2 separate regions of the Rattus norvegicus genome follow, and region 2 is linked to region 1. Evidence: chromatin contacts called from public Hi-C data. All regions are on one chromosome and are shown on one strand. Each heading gives the region's core, a stretch centred on a gene start, on an enhancer-like site or on the middle of the called end of the contact. The rest is flanking DNA. Distances are from core to core; before and after follow the strand shown. Region 1 overlaps Arid5b (AT-rich interaction domain 5B). Region 2 overlaps Rtkn2 (rhotekin 2).

Evidence for each region. Hi-C and Micro-C count contacts between places; a contact is called where the count stands out from the background.
Region 2: a contact with region 1 is called in a Hi-C map of the A7r5 cell line, with 5 times the contacts expected there. The contact joins two enhancer-like sites. A contact is called at or near these places in 8 of 12 Hi-C or Micro-C datasets (the A7r5 cell line, the Rat2 cell line, Schwann cells and 5 more).

What each region holds. Positions count from the first base shown.
Region 1 is chr20:20,429,193-20,435,732 of GRCr8, reverse strand. All of the region lies in intron 4 of Arid5b (AT-rich interaction domain 5B), which reads right to left. Among named protein-coding and RNA genes, the nearest start is that of Arid5b, 130 kb to the right of the region's middle. Within about 2 kb of position 2,357, at least 12 of the 93 cell types and tissues checked have an H3K27ac peak or open chromatin away from gene starts, as enhancers often do. A contact at or near this core is called in the A7r5 cell line, where this site is marked.
Region 2 is chr20:20,575,595-20,582,134 of GRCr8, reverse strand. The region is part of intron 6 of Rtkn2 (rhotekin 2); the gene reads left to right. It overlaps LOC120098810 (a long non-coding RNA gene), which reads right to left. Exons shown (of 3, transcript XR_005497346.2): 1 at 4,618-6,540; 2 at 4,042-4,142; 3 at 2,502-2,732. Among named protein-coding and RNA genes, the nearest start is that of Rtkn2, 30 kb to the left of the region's middle. Within about 2 kb of position 3,989, at least 14 of the 93 cell types and tissues checked have an H3K27ac peak or open chromatin away from gene starts, as enhancers often do. A contact at or near this core is called in the A7r5 cell line, where this site is marked.

The DNA.
Region 1 (6,540 bases), core at 1,108-3,607:
CTAGGGACCAGTGGTTGATTGTGACAAGCTCATGTGCTCCGTCATTGGAAACATGAGTTTGTGTCACAGAGAACAGCAGGGCAGATGTTAGTGGAAACCACTCCATGGATCTCATAATAATACTAGTAATAATTAATAACAGTGATAGAGAAGGGTGAAGCTTCACGCTGTCAGTTAAGAGAAAACATTTCTCTTCCTGTTTAAAGTCGCTGCATCCAGTGCGGTCACGGTACCCACAGGAGTCTGCAGAGCTCTTGAAACCCCACGTCCGAGACGAGGTGCACTTTACGTGCGAAACACCGACTGGTTTTCAACATGTGGGATGGAGAGCAAACGATCTCACAGAGCGCATCTTAAATCAAGTCCACACTGAGATAATGGCAATATTTTGGCTATAATGGATTGGATAAATATATCATTAAAATTAATTCCACATTTTCCTTTTTCAATGGCAGACGGCTTGTGTCATCTTCCGTATGGGTGATGCTGGTTTGGACGACAACATAATGTTAGGATCAGAGATGTCCTTGGTTGGGACTCAAAGGGTAAGCAAAACAGACCGACGTCTGAAGCTAGAACACAGTTATCGAAGATCACAACTCAAATGGTCCAATACAATGTAGGGTCCTATCTGCTGTAATGTCTGCTGTCACGAACACATGTTATTACCCCAGAATTTGCTGATGTGGGGTCTCAAAAAAGTTCAAATCTAGTAATATTGACTCGAGGTTACTAAACGTCCCGATAAGGCTGTTAGAACATTAAGTTCCTTAACTAAGGTACCAAGTGAAAACATGTTGGAGGAGGGAGAGAGGGAAAGAGGGAGGGAGGGAGGGAGAGAAGGAGGGAGGGAGGGAAGAAGGGAGGGGGAGAGGGAGAGAGGGAGGGAAAGAGGGAGAGAGGGAGGGAGGGAAAGAGGGAGAGAGGGAGAGAGGAGCTCTGACTCCTCCTGAGCTATTTTGACATGTTGATGACATGAGTTGGGTGTAGTGTTTTAATCATTTGGTGCAGACATGAGCATGAGAAAATGGAATTTGAGTGAGTTTGGCTAATCCCAAGTAGAAGTTTCCTGACCACAAATTGCCGAAAAAGTTTACAGTCTAACTGCGTTTGCCTTTTAGAGATTTCACTTGAAAGTAAGGAGAGGGGTCAGATACAGTCAGCCCTCAAGGCAAGAACATGACCTTCTTGGCATGGTCCAGCTGCCTCAGGTCCCACAATTTCACACGACACATTGCCAAGAAGCCCGGAGAAGTTGGATGAAAGAAAGAGGTTTCAGTTCTGGGAACTGTAGAGGAGACGAGCACTTTATCCAGTCATCCTTAGCATCCAAAGGACCAGCAAGAAAACAGGGTGACAGAAGAGGGACCTTGCTATGCACGCCTAGGGACAGGGGTTTGATTCCTGGAACCCACGCCAAGCTCTATGGAGAGAACCAGTTCTACGAAGTTGTTCTCTGATCTCCGTCTTCAGACCCACAATGCACATGCGTACACATATGCACTTGATAAAAAATAAATGTAGAAAGACCACCGGACATTGTGATGATAGTGGCTACTTAATACCGGGTCAGCCTAGCGTCTTGTTCTCCCGCATAGCCAGTCACAGGGTCTGAAATAAGAGTCCATTCCCTCTGGCTCCTCCACTTTGGTTTCTATGACGATGGCCATGAAGCACAGGAGCTAAGCAACCTATCAAAAGCCAAGCTCTCCTCCGCTGAACCCCTTCCTTTTATCTTCAAATGACCTGGATTATAACACACGAGAGCAGTAATGGTGGCTCCGGAAATAAATTCAGGCTAGACAGCGAGAGCTGCAGCTCAAGCACCTCAGGTTTTAGGCTGAGAGATGAAAACGATCACTGCAGCGTGAACAAGACATGCGACGGGTATTTTACTGTAGGATACTTATAAGGTGATCATTTTTAATGACATTTTTGGATGGGTTCAACCTACATGCAATGAAGCGCCCCGTCTGTGTGCCTCTGGTATGTTGGTGATAGCTGTAAAGGTTTTTTTTTTTTTTTTGGTCTTCCACCCAAGCGCTTTCATAGCATATGGTATACATATTTTAGCATCCGACCTTATAAACTCATGACCAACTGTCAGTAGACAGTTATCTAACACATGGGGTCGCCATAAAAAGCCTCCTTATTTGGGCAAAAGTCCTCGTCTGCACCGGTATCTCTGTATTTCCTCTCAGAAGAAATGTCTTTGGATTATTGGCTGTTCAGGAAACCCAGAGGCTTGCAAGTGTGGCGATTGAAAGGCCGCGAAATAAATCCTTAGCAAGTTAAAACACTTAGCTCGTCATTAGAACCATTTCTGGCTTTGTTAGCCTTAAGCAAACTCTCTATTGCCCTCTTGTGGTAAATCAGGGTGATGCACAGGGATGACCACAAAAACCCCAGGAACTAACAAGGTTTACTCAAACACAGGTAGGGCATTGATCTCGGAGGGACGCAAGTGTGAACCACAACTTTAGGCTGTTTCAATATGCATTTTAATTTACATTTAGTAGGCCTCCTTCAGGATGCCAGGAGTTGTGAGGTGAGGTTGGTGGGGCTTGTATAGGAGGTGTAGAACAATGTATCCCAGGAAGGTAACAGAGTCACTGTATCTGTGGCTATAGCTGTTCTATTTTTGTGGCCAATTGATTTTAACGAGTTTTATAACCGTAAAAAAGATCATGCCCACATTTTAAAAGTTCCTTCATAACCAAAAATAGGCTGATACTCCAATTGGCTTGGAATTACAGGAACCAAGGAAAGATGTCTGAATAACTCCCTAATAAGGAAGAAAAGCCACTAAAAACAAAAAAGGCCAGTTCATTTGTTTCTAACAATAGGCAGTATAGAGAAACTTGGAATTTATAAGACCAAGGAAAGGACTAAGCTGTATCATTCCATGAATAATAATAATAATAATAATAATAATAATAATAATAATAATTCTAAATCCTATAATCAGTTGTGCAATTGGTGCTTAATTTGATTTTTAAATTTCATTTCCAATCTATGTGGTGTAATTTTGGACAATTTCCTACTGAATGGGCCTGTTCGCCCCCAAAAGCAAATAAACTTGGTATTAAAACAAACCAAGCAGCTAAAAAAAGAAGTTGGGGGGATCCAAAACTGCAGAGCCCAGGACACAAAAAGCAAACCCTCTCTCCTCCAATTACCAGCCAAGGCACTGGCTTTTTAAATAAAGCTACTTCCCCCTGCCCAGCGTGAACCCAAATGTTCTGTAATTCCAAGATGATTTTAGGAGCGGATTTATCTTGACTTGGCCTCGACTCCAGTTTTGCAGCAACAGTTGTTTGGCTTTCGACTTTGAATTGACAAAGTCCTTAAAGTAACTCTACCATAAAATTAAACAGCTGTGTCTTCTTTAGCAAAACATGACTGACTGCTCTTATGTGTGCGCTGCGGCGCAAGCTCAAAAAGTGCCCTTTCTTTCATGTCCTTTTACTAAAAAAAAAAAAAAAAAAAAAAAAAATTCCAAAATAATTTCTCTAGTTAGCCTTGTTTCTCTTTAAAAGACAACAACAACAACAATGGAGGGGCCTCTGATGTGCATCTACTTCTAAGCACAGGCGTTTACACACCGGACTCTCGCTCAAAGGGCTTTTGTTTAATTCCTATTATGGTAGGAAATATGATATGCTGCCCCCCCAGTAGAATAACAAGCCCGCATGGCAGAAAGACAGACATGTTTGTTGCTTTCACAGATGGGAAGACTGAACTTTAAATGGCGGACGGTAGAGGAAAAAGCGTTTACAGAGGCTACGATTAAATTTAGAATTTGACTCCTGGCCCAGGTCTTGAACCAGAACCGTGTGAAGGCTCCCATTCTTTGGGATCAACAGAAGAACAATTCGAAAACATTCTTTTGGGGTTATTAAGTATTGCTTCAGGCTCCGGGAAGTAAGGGTGTGGGCGGGGCCTGGACACAATACCACGCTTCTAGGTGCCACTCCTTGCAACATAACTCCAGGGAGGGATGGCTTGGTTTCGCTGCCAGTATTCTAGGATCACCCAGAGGCTCCTAGCACAGAGGCTAGGATTAAATTGACAATCTGACACCTGGCCCAGGTCTCGAACCAGAACCGTGTGAGGTCTGTCATTCTTTGAGATGAACAGAACGATTTGTTCTAGATTTGAGGGTTCTTTAAACACTGCACTGAAATGCAGAGTGGGAGAGCTGGTAAGACACGAAGTGTGGGGAGACACGCTTGGGAGACCAAGTGGATCGAAACAGAAGACCGTGGTGGGGAGTTGGAGTGTTACGAGCTCTGACTGCTGAGTTCTGGGTCATTTACAGAGCAATGCCGTGCGCAGCTCAAAGAGCTGGGGAGATGGTTCCGTTGGTAAAGGGGTTACTGCAGAAGCACAAGGACCTGAGATCAGATCTCCAGAAATCAGGCGAAAAGTAGGGCGTCATAGGTGCAGACATGACCTACCCTGCGATTCTTCAGGCCCTTCTCCAGCTGTGTGTGGGGTGCCTTTGTCCACAGACACTCGCTCTGGTTTCTTGTACCCACCACAGATTGCGTGTGTCTCAGCGAACTCTTGAAGTGATGCTAGGTGCTTTACATACAGCGAGGGGGACACAGAACTCTGTATCAGGTTTTGAAACCAATGCCTGTCACTTAATATGCCTGCATGCGTGTGTACGTGTAGGTGTGTGGGGTGCCCTCATAGGTCAGAGGGCATCTGGATCCTCTGGGGCTGGAGTAGTAACAGGTGGTTGTTAGCTGGTCATGGGTGCCAGGAACTGAACTCAGGTCCTCTGTAAGACCAGTAACTTCTTTTAACCACCCAGCCATCTTTCCATCCTCCAGCATAGAGCGGTCTTTGTTAAATCGCTCGGATTGCTACCGTACAAACACCTCTAAAGAGGGAAGGCGGCTGGGCTACGTCGGCTGCTTATCTTTGTGCCTGCAGCACTTGCCCTCCATTGTGATTGCTATTAAGTAGGGGAAGTGTGAGTAGCGCCTACAGAGATGCCTACTGGTCTCGGGAGCTTCTAGCCCAAGAAGAGTCAGAACACCTAAGAGAAAACAAAATGTTTTCGTGGGGAAGATGTTCTACCTTGTGGGCTTTTTAAAGACCTCCATCACTACAAAGCTGCATTTAAAAAACCAAAAAACCAAACCAAACCAAAACAAAACAAAACAAAAAAAAAAAAAAAAAACCAACAAAAACATTCTTGCAGATGTCAATCTGGGCACATCGATAACACAGAGACGAAATTGAATCTCCAATAAAGATTTCGAAAACAGCAATCAATAAAATAGGAGACTAATCTGCAGTTAAAAGTTCCCGGTAATGGGATAGTCTAGAAATTTCCTAAATAATGCTTTTATCTTGATTGCCAAATAATCCCCTGTCACAAAAACAAGGCGGCGGAATCAAGGTGCAGAACCGTTCAGTGGGAATTAAAATGTCATGCTTTACACGGAATAGAGCACTGCAGTCACCAGAGAAACACACATCGCAAATGTGTTAACACAAAATTACATACATCACTTAATTATGGAAGCGCAGAGCTCCCGAGTAACCCATTAGCTAAACATGTCGGGCTGTGGTTGGCTATACACGTGCAGTGCGTTTAGCGTAGAAGGCACTGGAATTACGTTGGGTCTGGCTCTGTAAAGCCTTGGCTGGAAAGTGCTATTAAATTGAGAGGCAATCACACTGAGAAGGAAACATTAGCAAACAGTAGACAATTGAGAAAAGAAAGTACAGTGAGCCCCTGTTCTGTCACATACAGTCCCCAAACCTTATATAACCATCCACTGTTTGCTTCATCTGGCTCCCTTCCCAGGTGTGTCCCATGCTATCTGAATTTTACAATGAGAAAACTGCTACACCCACCTTATGAACACACACACACACACACACACACACACACACACACACACACACACACACACGACAGAGAGGAGCGTACATCTGATTATGTTCACAGGCGAGGACACTTTCCTGAAATTAAAACATCTTTTCCTTCATGTATCTCACATTGGTGACTTTGGGAAGATTGCCATTGGCTACCCAAGTCTCACCAGAAAGCAAGGAGGGGGCAGGTATGGGTGCAGGTGGTCCTGTAGGTTCACTGTGTTAGTTCAGGCATCTGTATAGTCATGGGCAAACAGTCATCTCTCTCTGGGCTAAGTTTGCCCATTCCCTAAAAGGGAGGGCTTGCTACTCTATCCTCACAGGTTACGAGGTTGAAAGAATGTGAATGAGACAGTCCTAGACAGCGGGCCACAGACTCAAGGCCCCAGTGAATGGTGGAGGGTGTTATTATCACAGAGATATGTAGAGACACGTTGGAAGGAACACATCCAGTTGGGCAGTCCAGAAGCCAAGAGCTGGCTGAGGGAAGAGGCATAGATGATCTGGCAATCCCTGAGCCCTCAGCAGATGTGAGCGCCTCGCTGAGCTCAGGAATTAAAATTAAGAACAGAGAGGCATGGTATCGCTTAATCAACAGGCCTTCCAGGAGGCTGCCATGTCATGGTGTCTACAGAATAAGAC
Region 2 (6,540 bases), core at 2,740-5,239, 140 kb before region 1:
TGTTACAACCCCATCCACTGTTTTTCCTTGGCCCTATCTATTGAGGAAACCAAACTTTGCAGGATGCCTGTTTTTGTAACCTAGCTGATCTTATCTCTGTGCTGCTTTGAAAACATTTCCCTGGCTCCTGTCTTTCCCCTTCCCTTGTAATGGATCTGAGGGATGGGCTGGATTCCGGTTCTCAGTCTGGTATATTTTCCACTGTGCATTGTTAGGGGGTCCCTGTCTTATTTCTGAGCTCAGGTGCTTCTAGCCCGATGCGTCCATCATAAAGCTTGCTACCTGTCTTTTATTTGATGCTTTTAGCAGCCATTGCCTATAATTCCTTGTTTCATTGGAGTCTATAATCTGATGGCTCCCTGGGTTTGCCATGAATATCTTCTTCTTTTTAATTATTTCTTGGAGAGTTTTGAACATAATTCATCCTCCACCCCAGCTCTCCCTAGGTCCATCTCCCACCTCTTACCCTCCAACTTCATATCCTGCTCCCCACGCCCCCAATGGCTCCTTCCAGACAAACTTGTGCTGCCTAAAATATTCTTGGATGTGAGGACCCTGGTTGATTGACCAGGGGCTGCAGTCTTTTTCTTTAGCGGGCAACTAACAGTAGCCATGAGCTTCACAGCAAGGGGTGAGACTGCATCCAACTTCCTCACCATGCTATGATGTGGTCCGACTTGAGTTTCCACAGGTTCTGTGCATGCTGCCGTGAGTTCACATGAGTGGCTGCCTTGTCATGTATAGAACACATGGTTTCCATGCAGAGATCCACCACCCCTGCCTCCTGGACCCTTTTTGCCCTGTCTTCCACCCCGATCCCTGAGCCTCAGGGAGGGGAGGTGCAGGATAGGTGTTCCGTTCCATTACCCTACATTTCTGGATAAGCCAGGACTCTTGAAGAGAAGGCAATACCTTCACAAAGTCTCCAGCTGCAGCTGCAAGAAAGCCAATGGAGAGGAGAGACAATACCTCATGACTTTTACACTTGACCAAGTTTTAGACGTAAATGTGTGCTGGTCACAAGCATAGAAGTGATAAGGTTTTATCTGAGCGATCAAGTTTACACACATTGGTGTTTCCTCATGTTAATGGTTCTGATTCTCTCTCCTGGATCCCGGGAGTCCTTCAGTGGGATCAGGGCATCCTTTTGACAAGCTGGTCTTGGGAGGCATGCTTGCCCTGTGCTACAGTCGGGGGTTCCTTATTCATTGTGGGGTTTGTTTGTTTCTGCTGAGCCCAGAATCAGCATTTCTGCACAAATTTCCTGGTTTTCTCCATGGTTTTATGTCTATTTCACTGGGAAAGTGTTGACTTGGCCACATTCCTGAAATTTCTTTGCATGGCTAATAGAGCTAGCCCTTCAGCGTATCTTGAAGGCTCTATAATCACAGACATGAAATAGTCTATGTGTTGATCCCAAAAGCCCCAGTCAGGAAGATTTAGCTAAGAACTCCTCCCATGCCAGATACTCTGTTTCTGGTGGCTTCCCACCATTTTCTTTCTTTCTCTTTCTTTTTTTTTTTTACTCCTTTCTTTCTTCCTTCCTTTTTCTTCCTTCCTTCCTTCTCTTTCTTTTTTGTTTTGTTTTTGTCTTTTTGAGGCAGTGTTTCTCTGTATAGTCCTGACTGTCCTGGAACTCAACTCTGTAGACCAAGCTGGTCTGGAACTCAGAAATATGCCTACCTCTGCCTCCCCAACACTGGGATTAAAGGTGTGAGCCACTACCACCCAGTTTTTTGTTTTATTTTGTTTTGTTTTTGTATTTTTATGGTTTTGATAGGGGCTCAACCAAGAAATATGCTGTATGCTATGACTGACTGACTGACTGACTAACTGACTGACTGACTGATTGCACAGTGCCAATGGGTAGAAGTGTTTATAATATGTTAGGTATATTTTTCATTGTAGTTCATTCAGATTTACCAAAAATAGCATCTATGAGTCACTGAATTGATTTTCTGATCCACGAATAAGTGAATCTCAATTTCTGGTCCACAGTTCTAGAAGATTCTCTCCAACACAGATGTTAAAACCAAGACATCATTTCAGATATCATTTTACATTGGAATCCTGTTGGGTTTTGCTGGAATGGGTTTAAGTCTGTCATAAGGCATCTGTGTTGGTTACTTCTCTGTTGCTGTGGTGATACGCCGTGACTGAGGCAGCTTATAGAAAGAAGAGTTTAGTTTGGCTGAGTTCTGTGGAGTCAGTGTTCATGGTGGTAAAGCAGAGTCATGCAGGCAGGATTGGGAAACTGAGAGCTCCCATCTCAAAGCACCAAGCACAGAGAGTGCACCGGGAAGACGGGGCTTTAAAAGCTCAAAGCCCACCCTCAAGTGAGCCAACACACTTCCTCCAACAAGGCCACACCTCCTAAGCCTCCCCAATAGCGCACCAACTGGGGACAGATCATTCGAACACTAGAGACTATGAGGGACATCTCATTTAGACCACTGAAGTAGTAGAAGCATTTCTTATTTATAGAGATCATATCATTCTGCTTTCGGCTCAAATTTTATTAGGTTGGAAAGAGGTAACCAACTAGTACAGAGGTTGCATTTCTTATGAGCAACGTTGTTTTAGAACAGCCAGAACCTCCGTGGTCTCTTCCAGCGGCACCTGCATGCTGCACTTCCCCTGGGCCTTCCACCTTCTCCCCTCCTCTACTGGAAGGCAGAGGTGCTAAGATGCAGCCCCTTGCTCTCAAGGGCATTTTGGGGGTTTCAGACATCCTGAAAGGAATCGACAGTAGTGAATAGAGTTCTAAACGGGTGAAAGTTTGCTGTTTTATGAGGAGTACTTAATTTTTTTTATTCTTATCGCTTACTGCTGTGTGACCAAGGCAGATAATACATTCCCCGCCCTGCCCCCAGGAGCTTCTGACCCCATAGGATCATCATTACGGAATTCAGTACACTGATCCTTGGGCTTTGTATACAGCAGGCACTTAATAACTGCACCTTTAATTCTCGTTCCCGTTCTCCCTAGAGTTTCCCTTTCTGAGCTCTTGTAGATGCACTCCAGGCAGAGCCTTGACATGGGACATTCAATGTAGATGTGGTCTCACATTCAGGCCCCCTTTGTAATGTCATAGATGATGACAGGGACCAGGCCTGTGCTTCTCTGCAAAGCCCAGGGGTTTTCTTGGGAGCCTCTTGTTCTGTGCTCCGTTGTTGCTTTCAGGAACAAGCATCAGAGTCTCAACTCTTCTGTCACAATTGGCCTCCACTATTTGCCCATGAATTCGAATGCTAAGTTGTTGTTGTTGTTGTTGTTTTGTTTTGTTTTGTTTTGTTTCAGGTGTGTTTCAGGAACCTTTGAGTCTTTTATACCACCAAGGTCTGTCAAAAGATGTGATGATCAGATCCCTTCTCACCCAGTCCTGTTCTCTGAGGACCAGCACTGCAGGCTCACGCACAGCCCACAGACCCTCTGACATTCACTTCAGTACTGAGTAGGGAGGGGCTCGTGTATAGCACGGGTATTCAGACAGCGCAAGAGGATGACTTTTGCCTTTTAAAATACAAACCAAGTACAATGTTCCACTGTAGGCCTTTAACCAAAATGATTGCCTATAAAATACTATGTAACTAGGAGACAGTATCTGGCCAAATATAGCTATTTTTTTTTCCTTGACAAGAATGCATTTTTTTTCTGACTACCATCTAAGTAGTCTTTATTTTCCATACCCCTTGATTCCTCCCCCACCCCCAATATTATAGCAATCAGCCTTCTTGATAGGAAAAATGTAACTGATTAAACTTTTGGGAACTCGGTGTTAGGGTTGGCGCAAAGGAATGAATGTAATGTTTTACAGACAGGCTGTTAATCCTGACTCGAATGCTTCTCAAGTGAAGTCACTGTTGGTTTGGAAGATGCCCATGTAATTAGTCACGGGCTAAAAATGAAGCGACTTCAAATACCATCATAAAATGGTATTGTTGGGCTTAAAGAAGACAACGAACATGTTTTGGAGATTTTTTTTAGTACGTTCCCTGATGTGACTCATTTCCTCCTCTTATCTGGGGAATGTAGGCTTACCGAAATCTCCTCCTCTAGAACTTGCCAGTTTTCCCCTCCAACAGCCGAATTAAGTGCTTTTGCTTTGTGACTAGGACAGTGTTCTTCAGGGTTCAAACATACTTTAAAAAAAAAAAATTCCTGTCAAAACTTGTAGTATCATTTGTGATATTTTAGTTGACTAGAAGACAAACCAAATGTAAAAACAAAACAAGCAAGCCACGGGGTGGGGGGGCGGGGAGTCAGCTGAGCGGTGAAGAGCACTGGTCTTCTGTCTGTGACTGCAGTGCCAGGGCACCTGAGGTCCTCTTCTGGCCTCCGAGGGTCCTGCGTGCAGGTCACACAGATGTCCACGCAGGCAGAACACGTACCCATAAAATAAAAACGAATCTCCCAAGAATCCCTCCTGCGTCATCTTAAATTAGATTGGAGGTATAAAATAATTTCCTAACACATCTCCAGTAAATGAAGTGTCTGTGGTTTGAAACGATGCTGTTAAAAGGTTTGAGGGTGGGGAAGCTAATGTAGTTTCTAAATTTAACTAAGGGATCACTCAGCTCCTCACCCCTTCTCCCCCACAGCACACACACAACTGACCTAAGAAGAGGCCCCGGCAGGAAAGTCCTGAGGTTCCTGGGGCTTCAGAGGTCGCTAGTCACTCAGGATTCTTGTGAAAAGTGACTACTACATGGTTTGTTTTCCTTGAAAAGAACCCTATAATTTTAAGCTAGTTGTTAACAAGGGTCCTCTCGCTAGCCACCAGCAAGTCAGTTGCTTTCTCTAAACTTCCTGTTCTTCCTTTGCCAAGGTAAGCCGGAAGTCCCCGCCCCTCTGCTCCCTGGCCCGGGACATGCTGCCTCTCCCGAGTACCTGAGGAGAAGGCAAGCAGTCATGGTTCTCTGCCAGCCACTGACTTTCAGAGGTGGCTGTCAGCTATTACGGCTTAACCACACCAACCATGTCACTAGAAACTCGGGATGACTTTCAGGACTAGAATCTAGAGAAGTGAACGGGGGTGGGGGATGGGAGGGGTGAGGGGTTATTGGGTCCTGTTTCAGCTGTCGGAGGCGGGGCATGGTGCTTTGCTTCTGCGCTGACATCTTCCTCTCATGTCTTGCTTCTGCGTGGACGTCTTCCACCCAAGCCTTCAAGCTCCTCCCTATGATACGTGTGTGTGTGTGTGTGTGTGTGTGTGTGTGTGTGTGTGTGTGTGTGTGTGTGTGTGTGTGTGTGTGTGTCTACATAGGCTGCACCCCCAGATCTCTCCTCTGATGTTCCATGGTATTCCAGTTATCTTCCTTGGCCATATCCTCGGCTGGCTGTGTTCTAGCATACCCATTCTTAGAAGGAATTATTAGTGCCTTTCTTTTTCATAGTTATAGTTAGATGTGCCATTCCTAGGACCTGGAGGCCAATGACCTATGTATTTAACTTTTAGTAGTTGGGGAGTTGCATTCTCGGGCATGACCATGTTTTAAAGCCAGTGCTGGATATGGGGACAGACACACACACACACACACACACACACACACACACACACACACACACACACACACACACACACTTAGGGTCAACTGAGGAAATAACCTTCATCAGATTGGCCTGTAGGCAAGTCTGTGGAGGTATTTTCTTGATTAATGTGGGAGGGCCCGGCCCAGCCCACTGTGGGTGGTGCCATCCCCTGGGAAGCTGGTGCTGAGGTCCCTAAGAAAGCAGACTGAGCAAGCCAGGCGGACCAACCTTTCCTCCAAAGCCTCTCCCTCAGTTCCTGCCTCTATGCTCCTACCTTGACTTCCTTTCATGACTGATGATAACCTATAAGGTGATGTAAACTCTTTCCTCTCCCAATTACATTTTGTCAGGGCGTTCACCACAGTGACAGAGAAACAACCTAGTGCAAAGCTGAAGAAAAACCTTAAAACCTGTAATTCGGTCTTTGCATAAGTTTTACCAATTTGGCTGCATGAATAACACGACTTTTCTCCAGTGCTCCCAGTGCCCCAAGAGCATAGATACACAGGGTCCCCCTAGCTTTTTGTGTGAACAGCAAGAGCACAATGTTTAGCTGTGTTGGAATAACTGATCTCAGGTGATGTGTGTGGTGGTTGGTAAGAAAAAATTATAGTGTATCTCCTAGAAATATATAGGAAATATATATTATTGAGCTATTATTATATACTAAGAAAAATACATAAGAAATATGCAAGATACTATAACTTCTTGTATATAAAGTATAGTGTGTCTGTTAGAATAACCCCCAGGCATATTTGTGTATTTGGGTTTTTTTGGTTGTTGTTTTGTTTCCTTTCTTTCTTCCTCCCTCTCTTGGATGTTTTCCCTCCTGTAGTTAATGTATGCAGAGACAACTTGTCTGCTCCCTTGAGCTCCTCAGACCTTGGCCTGAGTCTTCCCACCCTCTTCAGCCCTCTACCTTTCGGTTGTTCCCAAGTTCTTATCACCACTGACACATCCATCGATGATCTTTAGAGCCAGATCCCTCACCCTCCACCACCTCTCTCT